Linked DNA regions of Mus musculus: all the other regions are linked to region 1. A link is a contact called in public Hi-C data. All regions are on one chromosome and are shown on one strand. Each heading gives the region's core, a stretch centred on a gene start, on an enhancer-like site or on the middle of the called end of the contact. The rest is flanking DNA. Distances are from core to core; before and after follow the strand shown. Region 1 holds the start of Tmem260 (transmembrane protein 260). Region 2 holds the start of Ttc5 (tetratricopeptide repeat domain 5). Region 3 holds the start of Ddhd1 (DDHD domain containing 1).

Region 1 (4,454 bases), core at 1,340-3,839:
TTAAGTTAAAGGGCTGCGAGTATCAGAACAGAACTTCCTGAAGATCTTCTAACATTACCACTCAAACCTGTGGGGCAGTTCTGAGGTATATTCGGGTTTGAAGACACACAACTTTGTTGTCCCAAATGCAAATTAGAAGCAAGCCCAGAGCTGTCTGTAGATGCTTCAAGTGTGCATATGTTTAATATGGCCATATATCATCCATTAGAATAACTATACTTAATACATATAAACCCATCTGTAAGTTAGTTCTTTCAAGGATCATGAGAATTGTTCATGAATATGAATGTCTACTAGTGCAAAAAATAATTTTGGCAGTGCCCCACAATGTGATATATATCTATAGAGGAAAACTTAACACTTATCAGAAAAAAATGCATATTTTATTTGGTTTTGAGATGTATTCTGTTTATTGACAGAATATATATTCATAAGTATTCAAGTACATCACAGAAACAATATGGTCGAAAGTAACCTTAAACAAAATGTCCACACTGGCACATAGTTGCAAAGAACTCACTGATGGTTCCTGAAAATGACCATGAAATATCAGAAGCAAGCGCTACTTAGCATACAGTAAACAAAGCAGAACATATCAGAAGTCTGGTAAATCAGATAACACACAACTTTATTCTTTTGGTAACACATGAAATACAGAATTTAAAAAGGCAACAACTTCAAATTTATTTTCACTATGTGTGATGGATGGATAATTTAACAATGCCACCAAACTCTTTCGCATACGCATTAAGAAGACTGTTCCAGCATCAATCTGTAAGTCCTTCTCAGAAGACCCTCACTCACTGTGACTTTGCATGTAGGTTAGCCTTTTCTCATCTACAAAGATATATTACCTACCTTCTAGGACAGCTGGGAGGGTAAAACTCCATAAAAGGCACTTGGAACAATGAGTGCTGTACAGTAAATGCAATGTTATTCTTCTTATCCTGTATTTGTGGCTCAAATAAATTGTTTGATACTTTTTAATGGGTACAGAGCTATGTAACCTCTAAACTCTCCTTTATCAAATCCCTTGCTACCCTAAAACTCCTTCATTTTTTAACATTAATCTTAGGAAATTGGTAACTCCATTCCCAGCTATGCTAATGAAACACCACCCCCACTAAGTGTTCAGTGGAACCGGGAAGAGATGACCTGAAAATGGAGATGGAGGCTTCTCTCCGTGGCAGGCAATCTTGAAGACAGTCCTGGTAATCCCCATCTCAGGGCTTTCTTGCCGTGTAATCCTCTCCCCTTTGAACTGGTCTAGATTTACCGACTCTCTCCAATAAAACAGGGCAGTGGCATATCACTTCCAGGATTAGGTCTCAAAAATGACAGAGGTGACAGAATGCTCTCTTGCTTTTGACAGGAATCAGCTATTTTATGAAGAGAGCCACATGGGATATAGGGCTAGACTTAAGTTTGGAAGTAGATACTCCCTAAACAGGGTCCTGAGAAGTTGCAACCCTGGCCCCCACCTTGTCTTGTGTTAGTGAATCCGGCTAAACTGCACCTAGAGATACTGATCCACAGACAGATGATAAATGCTCCCCCCTGCAGCCACCAAATCCGGGTGAACTTGTCAGGTAGTGAAATTATAAACAGCTCATGGGCTCTTCAGGAAACGGTTTGACTGTTCCATTACAGAACCATTCTGAAAACACGGCTGATTATTATGAGAAATTATTGATCACTTTATCTGGCTGTAAAAACCAAACCAAACCAGGGACTTGTTTCTAGACTCAGATATGTGAAAAGTATGCCCTAGCTTAATCTGTGTGAAACCTGTCTTTCATTTTCACAGGAAGAGGGGTGCTTTCAGTTGCATTCCCTTTTATGAGTTCCCCTCTAAATTTTCTGCATGGCTGGTTCCTTAATATTCAGGTTCTAACTAATACACCTCCAAGGTAGCCTTTCCTGACCTTCTGAGGAATCTACTCATTACCACTCCAACCACATTCTCCCTTAGTGCCTCCGTAACTCACCACTACTTAAAATGTAGTTTATTTAATAACCCGTTGTGTCGTCTCTAAACACAGTAGAACGCTCCATGCTATTTGTTAACTACTGTCAATCTTTTTTTGTCTGTGACACTGTAAGGGCACGACAGGTGATACAGGTAACAACGATCCGGGCAAAGTGGACAGTGGTTAAATTTCATCGGCTGAGCAGCTCGAGAACACAGAGACCAAGATCCAGAACCGGAAAGAGAACTGGTTCTGGAATTCAGAACCGTGCACGGAGCTCCAGCGAGGGGACGCGGGGCCGGGACACCGAGGCGGCGGCACCCGGAGGCAGGGGGGCGGGGAGGAGGGCGGCCTGCGAGTACTTTACCCGAGTCTCCCCCAGGCAGCGAGCGGGGCAGCGTGAGGGTGAACACGGCAGCCACGGAGGCGAACACGGCCACGCTGCCGCGGAGGGCCCCGGAGCGCCACGGCCCCGCTCCGGCTGCCGGGCTCCCGCCGTCGCCATGGAGACCCATGGGCCCGGACGCGCGCAGCTCGCGGACCGTGACCCCTCGCAGCGGTGCGGACCTTCCCTGGCCGAGAGGCGCGCACAGCCCGCGCCGGCTTCCGGTCTAGCAGGGCCGAGCGCACCATACCTTCGCCCGCCAGGTCGGGGAGGAGGAGATGGCGGGCGCACTCCGGCACGGCTTAGGAGTCTTCTGGGGGTCACTGCGCGTGGTACTGTGTCTGCGTCAGTGTGCTTTGAAGTAACGAATCACAAGGGAGCATAATTCCCAACGACATCAATCATGGGCCAGGCCTACTCGCACTATGCAGTCTCTCTCCCCCTTTCCGCACTGACTTGGTCCGTTCCAAAAGAGACGGAAGTGGCGTGGATAACGGTGAGCCAGAAAGCGCTGCTCTGCCCCCTGTGGCGTGGGGTGGAACTGCATAAGAGAGCCCCCTAGAAACCCAACAAGGAAGGGTTCCAACCATGTAGTAAGCCACAAATACATTAATTGCTATTATATTTTTCAGTGGACTCATTGATCGCGGCTATGTATTTATAGAGCCTTGCCTCATTAAAATTAATGTAAATCCATATGCTAATTATTAATTCACTAATTTTAAGATATTAAAATGTGCTAATTAGCCTTTTTTTAACATGAGAACTCAGTAGGTGAGTTGAAATACTTGAGTTAACAAAATTAACTCTTCATGATAAGAGTGTCTCCTACTTAAATGAAGAAGAATGATTTTTGTTTTTTTGTTTTTTTTGCTCTAAAAGTGGAAAATGAAATCAAGAGCCCACATAAATAATGCAAATGGAATGTAGAAAGAGATGGGAGCTACTAGACAATACACAGCACACTGCTGAGAATTGAATCTAGGGCCTCATGCAGGCTAGGCTAGTAAACATTTTAAGCTTGCAGTTTGCATTATTTTAGCAATTATTCAGTCTGGGAAGGGAGCGGGCAACCTCCTTAGAATCTGTGTCAGAATACACGGGAAATGGGCAACATTCACAAATGTGCTATTTGCAGTCTGACAGGAACACTGTGTCCAGGCTGTGAAGTTGATAGGCAGTAATTGTGCCCACCTATCTTAGTCTTTTCCTGGTGTTTATAAAATGCTTTATCATCTGAGCTCCTGGGACACAGGGGTTGGGCAGTGTACTTTCCTTATTGCATGAGAAAACACTATGACCAGTGAAACTTATAGAAGAAGCAGTTTATTTGGGAGAGATTTTCATGGCTGGGAGACATGGTAGCAAGTTCTCCATTGACGTCCATTGAGGAAAATGCTTTTCTTGGTAGCAAGAGATCATGAGAAATACACCTTTCAACTAGACAGCTTGTCCAGGATTATCTTGTATGTATGTGTGTTCATATGTGACAATGTGTGTGTGTGGTGGGGAGGGGAGTTGTCCAAGTCTGTACATGTAGAGACCAGAGGTCAATTTTGGATGTCTTCAACTATAGCTGCCCACCTTGGGTTTTTTTGTTGTTGTTGTTGTTAGTGGTGGTGGTGTTTTTGTTTTTTGTTTTTGACTTGGTTTTGTTTCATTTGGGTTCTTTGTTTTGTTTGTTTGTTTGTTTGTTTGTTTTTTGATAAATTGATTAGCTGGAGCCCATAGAATCCAACTGTCTCCCAGCCAGTTCTGGAGTTACAGGTGCCAACAGCATGACTTGATTTTCTACGAGTTCTGGAGATCCAAACACAGTACCTCACTTTTGCCTAGTGTACTGGCTAGTTTTGTGTCAACTTGACACAGCTGGAGTTATCACAGAAAAAGGAGCTTCAGTTGAGGAAATGCCTCCATGAGATCCAACTGTAAGGCATTTTCTCAATTAGTGATCAAGGGGGAAAGGCCCCTTGTGGGTGGGACCATCTCTGGGCTGGTAGTCTTGGATTCTACAAGAGAGCAGGCTGAGCAAGCCAGGGGAAGCAAGCCAGTAAGGAACATCCCTCCATGGCCTCTGCATCAGCTCCAGCTTTCTGACC
Region 2 (4,506 bases), core at 1,713-4,212, 2.3 Mb before region 1:
CTGACTATAAGAAGGTATATTAATGCTTTTAAACAGTTTTTCTTTATCAAGTACTATTTCTGACTTATAGGGTAATTGTGCCTAGTTAGTACATTCAATTAGTGTTCCACTAGAGGGCGAACAGTAACTGGATTCCAAGGGTTTTCCCTCCACATACACCAGTGTGAGACGGAGTTAACCTTTCTAGCTTTGTTTTTGTGGAGACATTATTATTATTATTTTTCAGGCCTGAGCTTACTATGGAGATGGTCAGTGAATTTTGCCAGATAAGGACACTTGGTGACAGTCTGTTTCCAGAGGTTGGGGATGGTGGGGGCAAGACCCACAGTAGCTGTGGGTCTTAAAGGTGGCATCAATGGTGGCCTTGGCAAAGTTGTCCATGGTGGCAAGTACAGCCCCTGGTTGATGGGTAGCAGTTATCAATACTGGCCAGCAATCATGAGCTTCTTGGGGACAGGAGCAGAGACATGCCAGTGCCTCTGGGAGCAGGGATAAGATGCACCAACAGAGACACAGTGACTTGTCATCTTGCATGGCACAGTGTGGGGCTTGCCAGTCTTGCTTCCCTAGTCGCCTTTCTGCACAGGGCAGAAAGCTTGGTTGAGATGATTGCCCCTTGATGGCATTGCCTACCTCCCTGAAGCACCTAACACCAAGACCAATAAGTGAAAATACATATTTTATAGCTAGTAAAAAGATTTTAGATTATAGTTTAAGAAATATTCTTTCTATGAGATTTTTCAATTTTGTTGGAAAAATATAAGGAAATAGGCATCTTGAACAGTTTGAAATATAAGTAGGGTAAATTTGAAAAAAATTTAATTATAAACTGTCAGGAATATTATGTTTCTTAAAAAAGTTAATTTTAATTTGCATGTCAGGCTTTTCATTTTTTATGATTTCTTTTTTTTTTTTTTTACCTTATGTGCATTAGTGTTTTTGCCTGCATGCATGTATGCCTGTGTAAGTGTGTCAGATAGCTTAGAACTGGAATTATAGTCAGTTGTGGTCTGCCATGTGGGTGTTAGGAACTGAACCTGGATCCTCTGGAAAGGCAGCAAGTGCTCTTAACTACTGCACCATCTCGACTGCCCCATTGTGGGCTCTTTTAAAGGCATGAAAAAAAGCAGAGGGAATTGTAGGCTTAGATTTTTTTTTCAAAACGTACTTTAATAAGGGTCCTTAAATTCTTTAACTTCACTTCTAGCCTCCCACCCACCAGAGGTCATGCAAAAGAAAGGTTATTAGGACACGGGAAGTGGACCTGTTTAGTTTAGAAAGAGTTCTTTGGGTGATTCCAATCTTTGTTGTCAGCATTATCAGCAGTTCACTCTACTAGCAAACTACCACACACCAATCAGCAGATGCAGTTCCATCCACTCAGCAGACACCACATACGAGTTCAGCAGCTGTAGCTGGATTCAGAATAAACTGAGAGGCTCTGCTGGGTCGGTGTGGAGTCTGTGGAAATGGCAAGAAGCCGTCGGAATATCATGAGAAGTTCTTGGGTGAGTTACTCTCTGTTAAGATCAGTGAGAAGCAGAGATCAGCAAGGTGGTGCAAGGCCTAGAGCGCTATCAACTGAGACTAGCGAGGTGCAAGATGAGCCAAAGCACAAGCCTTGTCCCACTCACTGTCTGTGGGATCATATTTATATTCTTTCTCAAGTGTCTGCTTCAGCTAAACATCCTCTCACCTGTGTCTGCTTCAGCCAAACATCCTTTCACCTGTCTGCCCCAGCAAAGCATTATGACCTGAGTCTCCAGAAATTTCCACTTCAGGAAATGATCACTTTTTTTCTTTGTCTCTGCTGCACAGTCTTTTTGGAAGCATTTGGAGGTGTTTAATGTCTTTTTGCAGAGATAATTTTTTTAGCAAAGGAATTTTAAAAGTTTTAAGATTGTGGTTGGATGTGGTGATGCCTGTCTGTAATCTCAGGACTTAGAAGGCAGAGACAGGAGGAACTCCTTGAGTTCGAGGTCAGCCTGATCTACATACAGACTTTCAGACAATTGAGGTTACATAGTGAGACCGTGTCTCAAAACTTAAAAACCAGGGGTAACGAATGTCTATAATCCAAGCACTTGGAAGTGGTTGCAGGAAGATCAGGGATTCAAGGTTATTTTTGGCTACATAGCAAGTTCCAGGCCAGCTTGGGATATATCAGACTCTGTCTCAAACAAACAGAAGGTTTAAATTTTTCATTTTTGAATAGGCAATTCATGTTCAAGGTAAAAAATGGAAAATACACTGAGAAGACTTCTCAAGTCACCTGCAGTTCTCAATCCCTGTTTCTCTCTTCAGAGATGGTTTATTACAGAAATAATAAACATGAGAACATTATTAATGTACAGTATGGTGGCATGCCAGCCTCAAACATAGTAGACTTATTAGGATCATACATTAAAAAGCTAAAAATTACACGTGCAGATATCTTCAGTTGGTATATATTCAGACAAGTTCCCTTGCAGGGAGTTCTCTTCCAAATACCACCTGACATGCATACTTTCATAGTCGGCCTTGCTTTCTAAGAGTGATGTAAAAAAGGACAAGAATATACAAAACAAAACAAAAAAATGAATGGAATTAATTTAAGAACATTTTGATTCCAGAATTTGGGAAGGGAATTATAAAACTAGGAAATTTATTTATGAAACCGAAAGTGATCACAAACTCAGCAGGTGTTTGTTATCCCAGTTTGAGGGTTTGTGGCAAAAGTCCAGCCTGGACAACATAGCCACGTTGATCTACGTGGCCAATCTGATCTACTTGGTGGGTGAGATTCTGTCGCAATAAAAAGAAGCAAAACAAAACCCCAAAGCAGTTCTAGGGCATCTTTGAGACACCAAGTTCTGGATTAAGTTGGGTTGTAGCTGTGTCTCTGAGGCGCAGATGGGCCTCCGGAGCCCCAGGGGTCGCTGTGGTTTCAGCGTAGGCATGGCTGAGTCTCTGTGGTTGAAAAGTTGGGGGAGGAGACGCTGAGAGCGGCTGGGATGATGGCTGATGAAGAGGAAGAAGCGAAGCACGTCTTGCAGAAATTGCAGGTGAGGCTGTGAGTTAAAATCTTTTGGCTCCTTGCTCTGAAAGGAGGAAGTGCAGTGGTCAGGGCCCGGGCGGCGGAGTGCGGCGGTTCAGCCGGTGCTGAGGGCTGCTCGGTGGGCGCCCGGAGGGAGTCTGCCCACCGGGTTTCCTCGGTAACAAGTAGCTTTGTACGCGGAGTGGCAGGTGGCTGCCGACTGTTAACCGAGTTGTTTGTGCTCCACAGCAGCAGCCATTTCTTTAGCATCTTTCTGCATTGAACTTGGCCACACTCAGAAATAGACTGCAGAACAGATGCCCTGGTTGTTGGTTTTCGGATTTGTCGAGTTAATCTCTTAACCCCACCCACTCCCCAGGTGACTATTGTGGAAAGGCAGAGAGGAGTTTCCTTCAAGTATGCGTTTTTATTTTTGTTTTTAATAGTTAAGATTTTCTTTAAGCCTCCGAAACTTAGTTTGTGGTCGAAGACATCCTTGCATTTAAACTAGATACACTTCTAGCAATTTTGTTTGTTGTTTTGAATCAGGGTCGCCTGGAACTGGCTTTACAGGCCACGCTGGCCTCGAACTCCTAAAGATCTACTTGTCTCTGCCTCGCAGGTGGTGAGATGAAAGGCCTGAGCCACCAAATCTAACAAAATTTAAAGCATTGATTAGGTTTCTTTGTTTCTTGTGGGAGTTAAAAGAACACTCAGAACATGGACTTTGGTTAACTATTCCTTAGTGGGATTGGCAGAAGTCAGATTTTTAATCCTATCGGCAGCGAGACTTTGGATGCACTTTGTACATTTGTATGCATAGGAAAGAAATACAAAACGTTATGCAGAATGGTGTTGTCCTTGAGGCTATTTGGAGTGGCCGTGAATCACTTCCTGTTTTCACACTTTCCTATTCATTAACAACTCATTTGTGTTGCTGTTGCCACCACAGAAGTTTGTTCAGCAAAATCAAAACGACTAAAACACAACAATAACACTTTCCTTTAACTTTACAGCCATGCTCATTGCATGACAAAAAGAAACTGGCTGTGACTGTTGCTTAGAACTCTCTTAAAAATTCCACAAATTGTGTTCCACAGATCATGTTGACCATTTTATTATTATTATAGAACAGAGTAGAGCATGCTGACTTTATATATGTGCTGAAACCAGTCTCTTCAGGACCTGTTTTTCCTGGGAATAATATACATAAAGTTAAGAAATACTTATAAAGAAGGTGTCAGCTTATTGTTTTTATCAGGGTAGGACTTTACTTATGCATACGAATTTGTTAATAACATAGGCACTACATTAGTTAATTTAACCACTGTATTTAATGTGAGTTGATCATGACCCAGCCCTTGTTCTAGTGATTAAGTATAGCCCTAATCAACAAGAAATTCTTTCCATTATGGAACTTACATCAGCCATTTCAGAAAGTAATGAATGAATAGGCCATATCATTTAAAATGATAGGCATTTTGGAAAAA
Region 3 (4,256 bases), core at 70-2,569, 2.8 Mb after region 1:
ATTTCTATGAAGTTACAGCTGACCTTGACCAAACTCATCAGTCAGCCACAGTCCAAATAATCTCTGCTGGGGCAGCCTGTTCCCCAAAATGAACTGCCTTTTAATAAAACAGATAATTCCAGGAAAGGTACATCATAGACCGACACATAGCTCTATGGCTGCAAGAATTTCATTTCCAAGCCACCCACTTGCCTCTATAAAGGGCCCCAGCTAGTTTACTCCCTTCTAAGACACCCATTTCCCTCCGGAGAGTGTCTTTCCTTCTTTGTTTGAAATAAACTGTCCATCTGTTGAGGTCAGACTCTGGTCTCTGTCTTCTCTTTACTCTGTCTTGGAAGTCTAACATAACAGAGCCTCCGTGTCTCCCTGAAACCAGGAAGTGAGTTACAGAATCAGAGTTATACTAAAAACAAAAACCAAACCAAACTTGGGAAGGCTTAAAAGCCATAGAATTACTAGAGACCGTCCGGTGCAACGATCTCCTACTTATAGCAAGGAATAAGACAAATAGATAAAGGAGATTAAGTGACTTGCCTGGAGGTGGCAAAGCTGAGTTTAGAACCTAGGTTTTTGTTTTTTTTTTTTTCCTCTTTCAGTCTAATAATCTACCACACAAGGCTGGCAAGACCAGTTAGTTATAACCAAGGTACATCGAATGCGCACAGACTGTGGGAAAAGACTAAGACATAGGGACTTGGTTTCCATCCAAGGCCTTACTGCACTACAGAAAGAACAGGAAGCATAAGGACAAGAGGGCAAGCAATCTAAAGAACTGGCACAGTGACTCTAGGACGCCAGTTTTGTAAGTGGGAGTGGTCGTGCCCAGGTGAGCAGCAGGCGTAGAGGTGGGGTGCCTTCTGTATGAATGGGCTGAAGGTTGGGAAAGGGCCAAACCAGGTGACCGAGCAGGTCTTTCGGATGCTGAAAGCAGGCCTAAAGCCAGGAACGTGAGCTAGCAACTTCCAGGGCCCCTCTGGGCATACAGCTGAATCACCCACGGGGCTCATGACCCGAAAGTGTAAAGATGAGTGGGCGAGAGCCTCACTGCGGCTGGCATCCAGGGGCGTGGAAGCGAGGGGGCGGAGCCACTGCGTCGAAAGTCGTGAGGCAGGGGCTCCACGGATGCCGAGACCGCCGCGACCCCGTCTGACCCCCGCTTCCAGGCGCGGAAGACTACGTACAGCCTAGCGCCAAACGGGAGCTCCAGCAGAGTCCTCGGGCCTTCCGGGGAGGCGCGCGCGGCTGGGGGCGGGGCCCCTGTGGCCCCGCCCACGCAGGGCTGCGTAACAATGGGGCGGGCCCCGGAACGGCGCTGCGGCGGCCGGGGGCCGGCGGGGAGGCGGAGTCGCCTCGGCCGCAGCTGCTGCCCTGCTCGGGATTTGAAAGATTATAAAGTCCGGGCCGAGAGGGCGGCGGCGTCGGATGCGCGTGTGGCGGAAGCGCCGGCGGCATGAACTACCCGGGCCGCGGCGCCCCACGGAGCCCCGAGCGTAACGGCCGCGGCGGCGGTGCCTGGGAGCTGGGCTCGGACGCGGCGGGCGTGTTCGGCGGCGGCGGCTGCTGCTTCGAGCACCAGCCGGGCGACAGCGTGCCGCTGTCGCTGCTGCGCGCCGAGCCGCTGCACCTGGCACCGGGCGCCGACGACCTGAGCCACCTGGCTCTGGACCCGTGCCTCAGCGACGAGACCTACGACTTCAGCTCGGCCGAGTCCGGCTCGTCGTTGCGCTACTACAGCGAGGGCGAGAGCGCGGGCGGCGGCAGCTCTTCTTCGCCTCCGCCGCCGCTCGTCGCCCAGAACTCGGGGGGCGGCGGGGCGGCGGGAGGGGGCCCCGGGGACAGGAAGCGCGCCCGGCCCGGCGGCGCAGCCGCCCGGCACCGCTACGAGGTGGTGACGGAGCTGGGCCCCGAGGAGGTGCGCTGGTTCTACAAGGAAGACAAGAAGACCTGGAAGCCCTTCATCGGCTACGACTCTCTGCGCATCGAGCTCGCCTTCCGGACCCTGCTGCAGACCACGGGCGCCCAGGCCCGGGCGGCGGGCCGCGATGGAGACCGGGTGTGTGGCCCAAGCTCCAGCTTCGGGGAGGAAGACGAGGAGGACAGCGCCTGCGGCTTCTGCCCGCGCGCGGCGGGGCCTGAGCCGGAGATGGAGGAGCTGGTGACCATCGAGCCGGTGTGCGTGCGCGGCGGCCTCTACGAGGTGGATGTCACTCAAGGAGAGTGCTACCCGGTGTACTGGAACCGTAAGTGGCTGGCCAGGGGCGGGCCAGGCTCGGCGCGCGCTGGACGGCGTTTGGGGGTTCGGTTGCCCCCGCGATGCCTGCCTCGGGTTAGGATGCAGGTTGCGCGGGGTGCCTCGGCAGGTGAAGGGTAAAAGAGCAGATGGCAGCGCCCAAGCTGCTAGCGGGGTCAGGAGGGGAGGATTCCGCCGGGGATTGTGCCTCCTGGGTGAGTAGAGTGCTGCTGCCATCCCCTGGAGGGTATCCAGGAACGGATCCCCAAGCCAGTAGCTTTAGTTTCTTGACCGTACCAGGGGCTTTGTCCACCTGGATATCTGATTCGGTCTCGTGTCTCCTGAAGCTCCTGTGATTTAAATAACATGTCCTGGAGTGAGTGGAAATGCTTGAGTGTTTTTATGAGAATCAACAGTTCAGCTTAAAACCTGAGAAGAGAAAAGCCCTGACGGGAAAGGAGAGTTACAATGTGTTATTCACAGTGGATGTGTTGGGCACAAGAGGAAAGAACTGCAGGAAGTGGCAGTGCGAAGTGGGTCCGTACCCTCTGTATAGAATGTTTTCATATCTCTTGGGTCCTTTTTACATATTTTTACTTTTGCTTCTTAACCTAGAAAAATTGCACGACCTCGGTTTTCACATCTGTTAAATGGGACTGTCATAAAGGTCTGAACGATGCTTTAGGCAACACGGGTAGGTTTAAAATCAGAATGAGGAAGGGTAATCCATAATCTGACGTGGCATGCAGCAGTTATTAATATATATGATATGTAGTAGTAACAAGTTATTGGCCATCAATAATTTGTACCATACAGTATTAACTTTATGGGCTTCAGTGCCCTTACTCAAATGTCTTTTCCTGATCTTTTGGCCCTCTATACATCTTATATTATTTATTCTGATCTATATTAATTATGTGTATTGATGGCTTAGCTTCCTTTCGGTTTATTTAGTAGCTTCTGGTCAGAGTCCACCACCTTTATCTTTGTACTCATAAAGCAGGTATTCGATGACTTGGTACCGAATTGCATCAGTGATTCTGATAATGCTAAAGCATGCATGCATTAGGTGCAAGTAACTATGATGGCAGATTCAGCACATTCCAAGTCAGGTATAGGTAGCATAGCAGGAAATTTCTTGCTACTCTTCAGGACAATAAAGGCAATAAAGGTTGTTAGTTTTTTAAAGATGAGACTCATATGGACTCTGTTAGGTCACCTCTTGATTATAAACTCACTGAGGACGGACTTAGTAGTTGTATGTGCTAGCACAGTACCTCTGTGCACATTGTTTGGAAACCCATGTCTTTCAGAGGCTTCCCATCCCATTTCTTTTTAAATGATCCACACATCACCATGGGTCTTTCCTGCAGATAAAAACACAGAACTTAGTGGACCCAGAAAGCAAGGTCAGAGGGGCTGGAGAGATGGGTCAGCAGGTAAGAACACCGAGGGCTCTTCCAGAAGACCCTGGTTCAAATCCCAGCCCCCATACTCCCCATGGCAGCTCACATCTGTCTGTAACACCATGATCTGACACCCTCACACGGACATACATGCAGGCCAAACACCAGTGCACATAAAGTAAAAACAATAAATATCAAAGGGAGCAGGGGAGTGAGAGCATAGAGCATCCTGGAAAGGGGGGCTGGAGAGTAAAGCTGTCTCTCCCTTAGCTTAGCCTTAGAGTGCTTGCACTAGACTGACAAGTTTAACACCTTACTCTGCTCACAAAGTAATTTTCACTGTGGAGCAAATTGATGTTGACTTTCATCCTACAAGGATGTAGCCTCAGTGTTATTAATGAACTTGACCAAGGTCACGCAGCTAGAAAGTGATGCAGTAAGCAGTAGTGAGGGAACACAGTGCCGTATGTATTTCACCCATCCAAAGGGACGCACAGGCCACCGTGGATGTAAGACTGAGTCTGCAGGAGTCAGAGGAAGCACGGGGATTAGAGAAAGGGGTTCCTCTCAGTTGGGGCCAGCATATCCAAGGATACAGAGGCGTGAAACTGCAGAGCAGT

Evidence for each region. Hi-C and Micro-C count contacts between places; a contact is called where the count stands out from the background.
Region 2: a contact with region 1 is called in a Hi-C map of muscle stem cells, with 6 times the contacts expected there. The contact joins the promoter of Ttc5 here to the promoter of Tmem260 in region 1. A contact is called at or near these places in 2 of 484 Hi-C or Micro-C datasets (CD4 T cells and muscle stem cells), 1 of 115 datasets of contacts at active chromatin or transcription factors (large pre-B cells) and 2 of 9 other capture datasets (adipose tissue and liver).
Region 3: a Hi-C map of CD4 T cells shows a contact between it and region 1, with 4 times the contacts expected there. The contact joins the promoter of Ddhd1 here to the promoter of Tmem260 in region 1. A contact is called at or near these places in 1 of 39 promoter capture datasets (pre-B cells), 1 of 484 Hi-C or Micro-C datasets (CD4 T cells), 1 of 115 datasets of contacts at active chromatin or transcription factors (bone marrow-derived dendritic cells) and 2 of 9 other capture datasets (adipose tissue and liver).

What each region holds. Positions count from the first base shown.
Region 1 is chr14:48,444,487-48,448,940 of GRCm38.p6, reverse strand. Tmem260 (transmembrane protein 260) reads right to left here and starts at 2,589. Exons shown (of 16, transcript NM_172600.4): 1 at 2,338-2,589. The coding sequence starts at 2,485.
Region 2 is chr14:50,783,976-50,788,481 of GRCm38.p6, reverse strand. Ttc5 (tetratricopeptide repeat domain 5) reads left to right here and starts at 2,962. Exons shown (of 10, transcript NM_001080949.2): 1 at 2,962-3,044. The coding sequence starts at 2,994.
Region 3 is chr14:45,655,206-45,659,461 of GRCm38.p6, reverse strand. It overlaps Ddhd1 (DDHD domain containing 1), which reads left to right and starts at 1,319. Exons shown (of 14, transcript NM_001042719.2): 1 at 1,319-2,240. The coding sequence starts at 1,451. Mir5131 (microRNA 5131) reads left to right here and starts at 1,409; the gene lies at 1,409-1,501.